Linked DNA regions of Mus musculus: region 1 is linked to region 2. The links are chromatin contacts, called in public promoter capture Hi-C maps. All regions are on one chromosome and are shown on one strand. Each heading gives the region's core, a stretch centred on a gene start, on an enhancer-like site or on the middle of the called end of the contact. The rest is flanking DNA. Distances are from core to core; before and after follow the strand shown. Region 1 holds the start of Tbpl1 (TATA box binding protein-like 1). Region 2 holds the start of Mthfd1l (methylenetetrahydrofolate dehydrogenase (NADP+ dependent) 1-like).

The links. Promoter capture Hi-C pulls out the DNA fragments that hold promoters and counts their contacts.
Region 1: a contact with region 2 is called in a promoter capture Hi-C map of pre-B cells, with 4 times the contacts expected there. The contact joins the promoter of Tbpl1 here to the promoter of Mthfd1l in region 2. A contact is called at or near these places in 2 of 39 promoter capture datasets (liver and pre-B cells).

The regions. Positions count from the first base shown.
Region 1 is chr10:22,729,256-22,734,560 of GRCm38.p6, reverse strand. Tbpl1 (TATA box binding protein-like 1) reads left to right here and starts at 3,114. Exons shown (of 7, transcript NM_011603.5): 1 at 3,114-3,445. Mir7663 (microRNA 7663) reads left to right here and starts at 5,129; the gene lies at 5,129-5,189.
Region 2 is chr10:3,971,342-3,976,283 of GRCm38.p6, reverse strand. Mthfd1l (methylenetetrahydrofolate dehydrogenase (NADP+ dependent) 1-like) reads right to left here and starts at 3,209. Exons shown (of 28, transcript NM_172308.4): 1 at 2,806-3,209. The coding sequence starts at 3,029.

The DNA of each region.
Region 1 (5,305 bases), core at 1,865-4,364, about 19 Mb before region 2:
GCTAGTTCTGCTAACACTGACGTCTATCGGGGCTTCTGTGTCTGTTGCTGGTTCCGCTTTATCTGAGAACCATCTGTTCTTGGCCCTGAGCCGGGGCCCAGGTGCTTGATCACCGATATCCTGTTCGGCCCCTGTCCCAGTGCTATTCAGCCTTGATCTTTAACTGTTAATCTATAACTGAACTTCCTTGTAACTTTTGAGAACCCAGCTCGGGTACTTTTTCATGCCTTGCAAAATGGCGTTACTGCAGCTAGCTTGCTAAGCCTTATGGTGGGGTCTTTCAGCAGAAATAACTGTACCTAATGATGTGACATAATTTCTGTCCTATAGTCTGTCTTTTGCAGGACTACAGGAGGCCAGAGGAGCCAGCACATTCCTGTAGCCTCATTTGAAGATCTAAACTTCTTAGAGTCAGACTTACTGTGACAGTTGGCTGTTGTCTTAAAATGTCTGTAGTAAAGGGTACATTTATGTAGGTTTTATTAAGTTACTAAGACACTGTGTATAAGTGCTTTTATACATAAAAATTATGATATTAAATTGTTAAAAATTTCACCATGTCTCTTTACATTTCAGTCTTACTTCATTGTTAACTGGAACAGCTTGTAGTTATTTTAGCCTGGGTACGAATTACTCTTCTCAACAAAACCCCAACAAAAGGAAGGAAAGTAGGGTTTATCTGGGCTGGTTGTTTAGGCATTTGAGGGTACACCCTATGATGATGAGAGGCATATGACAGGAGCATGAGGCAGCTAGTCACATCACATCCACAGGCGGGAGGCAGAGAAGGATGATCGCTAGCACCCAGCCAGTTCTCTCCCTTTTGCTCAGTCCAGGTTGCCAGGGTGTAGAATGGTGTCAACCCACATTTTTCTGTTCCGTCTCAGTTAACCCAATCTAGAAACTACCTCACAGTTGTGCACAGATATCTGCCTCCTACGAGACTCTAATCCTCACCAAGCTGACAGTCAATATTGCCATCATGGCTTCTATGTTACGTTTGCAGTTGCAGAACTCTTACCACTGAGGCTCGCTAGTCTGTCTGGTCTGGGATGAATAGGGTGTCAGTGTCCATCAGTTCTTGACTAATAGTAGCATGTCTCAATCTGTGGGCTAATCCCCTTTAGCAAACTTCTTTGGAAAAAATATTTACATTAAGATTCATACCAGTAGCAAAACTAGTTATGCAATAGCAGTGAAAATAATGTTTTGGTTGGGGGTCACCACAACATAAGGAACTGTATTAAAGGGTCTCAGCATTAGGAAGGTTGAGAACGGCCACTTTACAGTGAAGTCAACTAAAACTCTTGCCTCTTTAGCTGTCAGTGCTACAGTGTTAGTAAGATGTTTAGTTTAAGGTACCAGTCCATCATGGCTAGTAGTTCATGGAGCAAGAGTTCCCATCACCCTCCAGGAAGAAATGGGAAAGCAGGGATCAGGGCAAGCAATGTCAGCTAAAGACACACCCATGACCTACTTCTTCCCAGCGGGCCTCACCTACCTTTCATTTCCATGTAACAATGCTGTCATACTGTAATGGCTCTACTGAGAGCAATCCAGTTGTCTCTGAAGGTGCTATCATCGCAGAGAACACTTAAAAGTGCACTTTACTAATCATCTAGGGTGAAAGAATAATCCAATCAGCTAACAATCAAAACCAGCACCACAGCAAGTGGAACTTGCAAGCCAACTATATCCAATTCTATAAGGAAGGCTCCTTGGCTATAACAAAAGGCAGCCCAAAGTAGAGGGCACTTTCCAGGTATCCTGCTGGGCTGCCTGAAGGAAAGTATCAAAGACCTTAGAATCAGTCGCCATTGTTGTAAAATTGCCTTCTAAACAGGGCAGTAGCCCCTAAAAATAGAGCTTTTTCTGGTTATCGGTTTTTTGTTTTTTGTTTTTTTTTTGTTTTTTTTTTTTTTGTTGTTGTTTTTTAAACCATACCCCGTTGCTCTCCATTTGGGAGAGAATCCAAACTCCTGTCTGCAAGGTGCAGATGAGTTTGGGTCTTCGTTCCCCTCCAACTTTATCTTGTCACTTTCTCCTAGCTATACTCGCCATGCCCTATTCCTATTAACACCTCCACGCCCCAGTGTAGCCAGCCCCAGTGTAGCCAGACCACAACATCCTCTTTTCCTCTCCTCTCAGGGCCATCCCTTCTAAATCTGTCAAAATCAGTCACCATAGGCATGACTTTCTCACCCAGCTTCTTGTTCGTCCTATCCCACACAAAGTACACCTATTTAATATTGCTCAAAAAAATAAATAAATAAAAGTGAGAACTGAAGCAAATCTGTCCTTCAGGGCTTTAAAACGTTCGAGTGCGCTGTGTGTGTGTGTGTGTGTGTGTGTGTGTGTTGTGCGCGCGTTTTCACACTTTAAGAGTAGGGAGGAGAGATAAAGAGGCATCCTTGGCTATCCCTCAAATACTTAAACTTCCCTACTAGGTGTGCACGTCTAAACCCTGTGATGACAGTCTAAGTCATTCTCAAAAGGCCAAGTGGCTCCAGTCAGAGGCCAAGCCACCTAAGGAAACGGCTCACGTGACCTTTAACCCGCTGGCCTCCACCACCGGCCAGAGCGAGCCCACAAGGGCAAGAGCTGGGTCGCGCGGGCGGCTGCGCTCCGGCCGTTATGAGCCTCGCTCCTCGGGCAGCACGGCCCAAGCCATCCCGAGGGCGCACTCCGCCCGGTGCGGCCGTTCAAGCCAGCGAGTGTGCGTCGCCAGCGTCCTGCTAGCCCTGTTGCTCCCGCCACGCCGCCGGGGGCCCTCGATGAGTAAGGCCGGGATCCCCGTCACCCCGGGGTCACGACTAAGGGCCCAGTGGCTGCTAGCTGAGCTCGTCGGTACAGGCGGTTGGGTGCCAGGCACAGTTCTGGTTTACAGGAAAATGAAAGCCCATTTGTGTCATGCTGCTCGCCAACGAGGAGCTGGAAAATAAACCGGGGGCTTCAAATCCACCCCGGGCGGGCGAGCTCAGGGAAGCGCAGCCCGGGTACCCAGCGCCCTCCGGCCACTTCCGCCTCGCCCAGCCCGCGGGCAGGAGGAGGACTTCGCCAGCGGCTTCGGGAAGGCGGAAGGAGCTAGGGGTTGGGGCGGAGAGGGGAGCAGCGAGAACCGGAAGTGAGTGGCTAGCCGGGATCCCCGGAGCTCCTGGGTCCGGCGGCGCTCTAGCCGCCTCGTGCCGCCTCTATGCCCCCGTGCGTCTAGTCTATTTATTGTCGCGGGGGAAGCGGCGGCCGCCCTGTACCCGGAACAACAAAGCGAGAAACCGAGCTCGAGCCTTGGGGGGCTCCTAGCAACGGGCCTGGGCGGGAGTTCCATGGAGACTGGGGAGCGGACCCGTTTTATCTTCATCCTTGTCCTCCAGCTTCTTCTCCGCGTCCGACGCAACCAGCAGCAGCGCTGCCGCCGTGTCCTTTACGACCGCCCCGTCTTCCCACGGTAACCCCGTCGGCGGTCCGGGGATGGGGGTGCGGGGCCCGCGGGGCCTGGAGCTGCCGCGGGGCGTCTCCGCGCCGGTTGGGCTGCGGGGAAGCTGTGCGAGGCGGGGACCCGAGCACGGGAGCGCCGCGGGCCACCGGCTAGTGGAGAGGACGGGCCAAGCGGCTCGGGCATCCCAGTAGGGATAACGGGGTGGGGGTGGGGCGCGCCTGCCTCGCGGTGGAAGGCGGGCAGGGATGGACCGGGTTCTGGAGCCCGCTCCCGGGGGAAAGAGGGACCGTGACACTAAGCGAGGGGTCGGTGGCTTCTCGGAAAACTTGGAGCAGCTGCGCGAAGGCTCCCCTAAATAGCGGCGCCGGCGCCTCTCGCTTCTGGCACTTGCCGGGAGCCCCACTCTATAATAATAGTAGTGGCCGAATTAAGCTTCGGCAAGAAGGATCTGGAACGCGGGAAGATAGAAATGAATTGTGAATAGGGTTGAGCAGGGATGAGAGGTGGGAAGGTGGGGGGCGGTAATCGCTTCATAATCGTCTGGACGGGTCCTAGAAGTATATAAAATGGGAAATGACTGAAATAGAAAACACTCCCTTTGCTGAGCTAGCTGTGCATCTGCAGGCTCTGCCAGGGTGTACATTGCACCGAGTGTCAAGCTGCAGCCAGTCCACATCTGTGAGCTTTACTGCATCTGTCACCTGCAGAGCGAGACTGGCAGTGACTAGTGTGAGCTTGGCATACTTGTGGTTAAGAAGAATGGCTTAGAATTGCGACTTGTGTGTGAAGCCATAACAGATTCCCTTAGGTAATTGAAAAAGGGAAATGTAAATAAGGAGGGCATTCAATCTTCTGGCTAGAATTTGCAGTCTCTTTCCAAGTTTGAGAAAACAGCAGTCCGTTCAAATCAAGAAGTGACTTTTAGCACTGTCTGATTGAAAGAATTATTTAGGGTTTGGATACGCCCCGTGAAATATTCATCAGTTTGTGTTCTAAAGCCTTGCATCACAGACCACTGGTTTTATACTTTGCTAAACCATATTAGGTTGGGTGTGGTGGCACATGCCTGGGATCCCAGCCTCTGGGAGGCTGAGGCAGGAGAACGTGAGTCCAAGGCCTGCTTAGGGGTATAATAGTACGTGTCTCAAAAAACAAAACAAAACTGAACTTCCCATCAGTAAGTGAAGTATGTCTGTGGTCCGGAAAGGTTACGTTCTACGGTGATAACATTTTTATGGTCAGTAGGAGCAAGGCTTTTCATACAGTTGAAGATTAATGATGCAAACAGGATTGATAATCACATAGACAACATGTCAACCACAGGTTCAGTTGCTTCTCCTAAGCAAAAGGATGTCACCGTTACTGCCAGTCCTCTTGTATAGTTTGTGCTCCCAAAACGAGTGCCAGGAGCTGTAATGATCTAGTGCTGTGTTGTTTCGTGAAGAGGAGCCAGGCAGGGTACATTTTAAAAAGTCCTGTGTTTCATTTTAAGCTTCCAACTGGGACTCTGGGGTCCAGTGTTGTTAGCTGAAGTACTTCCAGGTTGACAAGAAGATGAGCGGCTTCCCTTTAAAAGAACTGGAGAGTTGAACATTGGAATCAAATTAGGTTTTAAAACTCTTGAGATGAAAAAGTACTTTAGAAGCCAGGGTGAGACTTTGCTTCTTATTTTTATATGGCTGTTCTGTGGAGGCTGCTTGGTGATCATCCACTGTCGTGGGACTTCTTCACAGTGTGGATCATAAGGAGCTCCCCGCACATCAGCGCTGCCTTTAGTCTTACTTCACCTGGACTGTTTGCTGAGACCGCAGTCTCATGTGGTCCCTGAATACGGGTCAATTCTAGCATCTAACTTTCATTAATCTACTT
Region 2 (4,942 bases), core at 1,960-4,459:
CTGGTCATGGTCTTAAACATAAGAATTTGTAACAGAAACCCCTCCAGTTTTGCCCACCCTCCATAAACTACACTTAAAAAATTGCTAGCCCCAATTTTTAAAAAATGAAAGGGATATTCCAATAGACAAATTATCACTTGGTTTAAGTTAGCTGTCAAGGGCTTGGAGAAATGACTCAGCAGTTAAGGGCATTACTTGCTCTTCTAAAGGGCCACTGTTCCAGTTCCAACACTCACATAGAGGCTAACTACTATCTGTAATTCCAGTTCCAGAGGTTTAGATGCCTCCTTTTTTGGCCTCTGAGGGCAACAGGCACATTGTTGGTGCACAGACATACATGCAGATCAAACTCCCATACACACAGAATAGAAATAAACCGACCTAAAATAGTTGAAGTAAGGGGCAGAAAGAAGTTATAGCTACACAAAGGGGCTCAACAAGGCAATAATTGGCCACCCACAACTGGCCACATGTTGTTTCCATTTCTTGCTGTGATGCCTGCCGCGATAAACAATACGGGAACATTCCTAGGCCCCAAACATCCAAAAAGTAGCAGAAATGTTTCCAAAGATGAGTCTATGCCCTTGGGAAAGAAAACTTCAATTCTGACTGGGAACAGTGTAGCTAAAATTCAAATTTTCCTATTACTGAAGACAGGTGGGTAAAGGTTTAAGCTTAGCTCGGCACTACCGTGACCCCTTATTAGTGATACTGCACTACCGTGACCCCTATTAGTGATACTGTCACAGTTTCTGCCTCTACCACCGGCTTAGTCACCTCCGCCTGGCTAACTGCATTAAGCCTAGGAGCTCAGCACAAAGCTGCCTTGTTCTAACAACTGTATTTCTCCTCATTCTCCCTGAGGCTAGCTGTGACCACACCCAAGTGTAGGAGAAAACAGGAGAAAATCATCAATGCACACTCATCCTCATCCCCGATGCAGAATGCCGAGAGCACTTGTTAACTAAAGTCCTCATTTAACTTCTCAGCCCTTTCATAGGTAAAAGGATCCTTCTAGGAATACAGAGCCGACTCTCTACAGACATCTCCACACAAGACAGCCAGAAGTGTTTAGAGAAAGGGTCCATGGTCAAAGAAGTGGAGAGCTGTTTTAAAACTCTTTGCTTTGGCCATTATCAGATACATGTTACAGAATAGCTGTGAAAATAAAGCCGACCCCAGCTGCTTCCTCCAGATAGTCTTCCCAACTCCTCTTTTTCAGTAATAAGACTCTGGGTTTCAAGCTCACATGACCACTGGATCTCCCAGACTGTCTCCAGCACACACATTCAGATTGCTGGGTTAGTATAAATCTTAGAATTGCTTCATTGAAGTAGGTGGCATTATGATCTCCATTTGCAGTTGAACATGGTAAGACCAATAGCTTGTCCCTGCTCACACACCCAGTGACACAGGCACACTGCAGAAGGAAGGCATCCGATTCCTAAGCACTGACCTCTGGTTCTGAAGCAGAGCCACCCATTTAGCTAAGGACACGTGCATGCACACATATGTTTTTACTTATATATTCAAGGATGCATGTTCTGATGCATGTGTGTTGTGTGTACACGCCATAGGTCAACTCTGGATGCTGTCCCTCAACAGTTGCTCACTTTAATTTTGGATACAGGACCTGTCATTGGTCTGGATTATGCTGTGTGGGCTGGCCAGTGAGCTTCACGATCTGACCTTCTCTGCCTCTCAGGGACTGGGATGTCAAGAGTATGCCACCATGCCCACATGGGTACTGGGGATGGAACTTAGGTCTTCATGTTTCCCCCAGCCAGTACTTTTACTCAGTACTTAACTGAGCAGTCTCCCTAGCCTGAGCTTCCATTTTTAAACAACTGGTAGAAAAACAGAAATAAGGATACTTCATAGCACGTGAAAACCACATGAAATTGAAATGTCAGTGTCCATAAAATGTTGGATTTTATCAAAAAACTGTGAGAACGTTTTTCCTTATTACAAACGTACCCATGTAACATTTTAAATTCTGCTTTTTAGTTCACTGAACCTTAAGTATTTACTGTCATGCTCATTACACCAAGTTTGTAGAGCTTAGTTTAGTTTATTGTAAAAATAATGACTACTTGTTGCGGGATATATGTGTGACAGCCCCTGGGGGCAGATTATTTTTGCTCATTTGTTTCCATAGCCCCAGTTGGGAATCAAAGCAGAAAAGGGCTTTCCCGCCCTTTGCAGGTAGGTGCCTCTGCACAGCAGTGGCCTAGCAAACTCACTATAGGGTCTGACCAGATGACTCTGCTCAGATCACCACCGGATATAGAATGAACTTTCCAGATACTGCTGCACCGGAACCTGTGTGCTCTCTGAGCAGCGATGCTCCGGAGCGGACCGTACGCCTAGACCTAGAGGGCTTCCGCAAGGGGTTTAGCCCGCCCCTCCTTCAGTAGTGGGACATCAGCAGTGGCGGGATTGTAGGGCCATCCTCCTTGCTTCTCTCCCGCCCAGGGCCGCACCGCCCTTTTCCTGTCGGCGCCACGCCCGGCGCGGTTGCATCAGAGCCGGAGGCGGGCGGTGCACGTGGAGCGGGGCGTGCGGTCCGTGAGGCGCGCGCCGGCTGGGGGGGATGCCCTCATCTACCGGGTCCCATACTCCGGACGTTCCCCTTCGCCCCCACGCCCTCTCTGCCAATCGCAAGGCGTCTCTAGCAAGTCGGAACCAAGCATTCTCTGTTTCCCGCCCTACGAACGGTCCCTCGGGTCTCCCAGCGGCCGAGAGTGCCATTGGGTCCTTGGGTCCCTGGCTAGGGACCTGCCTGTAGACAAACAGGACACTCACCTGACGATGGAGTCCATCCCGGGGGCTTCCGGATTGCCTGGGCCATGGCTGCTGAAGGTTTGGCCATCCTGCAGCCGCCGCCCGCGTAACCCCTCGGGGTCACCACCTCCGCTGCTGCTGCTTCTGCTGCCTGAGCGACACAGCTCACGGAGGCGACACGCCGGGCCCGAGGGCAGCTGCTGGCGGCCGAGCTGGCGAAGCAGGAGAGGGAGGCGGACGCTCATGCTGCTGCAGAGTGCGGGGTGACTGGTTATCCCCAGGCGCCGAGATGCGGCTGCAAGTTCTTCCCCGGGCTGGCGTGGGAGGCACCAGAGAGCCAAGCGGCACAGTAAAGGGCCAGCAGCAGGAAAGACTAGACTCTTCCTCGTGGGAGGAACTGAGGCCCCTAGGGGGCACTGTACCAAGTGGCCGTGACGTTAACAGGGCGGGGGCCAGCGGACGTGAAGCTTTTGGTTGGAGTTGCCAGAAAGTCAAGGCATAGGAGGTGGGGCATCAGCGTGGTGCTGAGCCCTTGCCCTGAGATTGTATGGCCAGCCCTTCTGCCTCAAAACCTGATGCCACCCTTGGTCTTCATAATGCAGCTCACTTTCCTCAGGAGGTAGTGGTCCTAAGTCCAGTTTAGACCTTCAGAAGGAAGTGTTTATTACGTGGGAGGTGGCCTAGGGCTAAATGTCGTTCTTAGAGTTTGCAATGCAAATGCTGGTTTTGTAGCCTTAAGCAGATTAACGTCAATGGTTTTAGGACTGAGTCTTCCAAGTTTATAATTTCCAAGGCTAGTGGGAATAACATAGTAACTTTGTAGACCACAAATGAGGTAGGGTAGAATTTGTGCAAGGCAGAGACCGTTTTTTGAGTGCTCACGCTGTCTTGTGTGCTGGAAAGATATATTTATTAACCCCAACAGATGTAAGAAATGGAACGCCATTCGTCTGATTTCTAACCAGGAGAACCTGCGATCAAGAGAAGTCATTTGGTTTGCTGGCAGAGCTGTGAGCTTGCCCAATTCCACGTGCCCTCCTCCTCTTCCTCTTTTTAAGTTTTACTTGTGTCCTTGAGCTTGCAGCAAGTAAAGGATAGGACAACCTGAAGAAACCAGTTCTCTGATTCTATCTTGGGGTCAGCAGCGGCGTGCTGAGGTGCTGGGCAGAAGGATTGTTCTAGGGATAGAACTCAACTTCATAGGTTTGGCAGCAAGTGACTATACCTGTTGAGCCACCTCACTGACACACGGGGGCCATGTTTTTGAAATGCATGGACAAGCAGGTTCCAAAGAGGGTAAAAAGTTTAAGAAAAAAAAAAATACACACATCTAGTTGGAACTTGGAGCCACAGAAACTTACTCCCTATGAAAAGTGCCTACGATGAGGTTGAGTCAGACAGTGTTTACAGGATATCCTCTGCCTTCCTCACTGCTGTAGGTTGGATATGTGTCCCAAAGGTCCATATATTAAAAACCTGGTCACCCTCTTGGTTACTGGGAGATGGAGGCATATTTTAAGAGTTGAAGCTTATACATGGAGGAATTTAAGCCCTTAGAGATGAGCCCATGGAAGGGATATTGGAATCTATCTTCTGGCCATGTCCATTCATTTATTAGGGCAGGTTTGATAGATGTCCCTTTTAGATTGGGGATCCCTAAACACAACATTTCTCATCTGTGGAATAAACTCAATACTGTGCGACATCTCCCAGGACTGTGGTGCGTCTAGAGGAACAAGAGCTGTGGGAAATGTGAAGCTCACTCTGCCTGCAGGGATAGATAATAAGGCTCTTACCTCTAGCCTGGGAAAGCAAGGCAGGCTGACTTACGAGCTTGTAAACTCCCTTCATGCTTCTTAGCAGTGAGTTCAGGGCTAGTATCAAGCAGGTAGAGAGATAGACCACAGACAGCTGGGTGGACGATGTCACTGTGCTTGTGTGTAGACATACCATGCTGGCTACAATCAGGACGGGGAGGGGTGTGCATACGAGAAGAGTGGAGAAGACAGTTGCCCAATGGCCACTGAGGAATCCCAGTCGTCTCAGAGAAAGATTGCATATAGGGAGGGTGCTTTGGAGGAGCGCACGAGGGGTCCGAGGAAATGACGTCAGTTTTGGACAGTTCAGGTGGAGAAATATGTAAAGCCTCCTGTCCCTC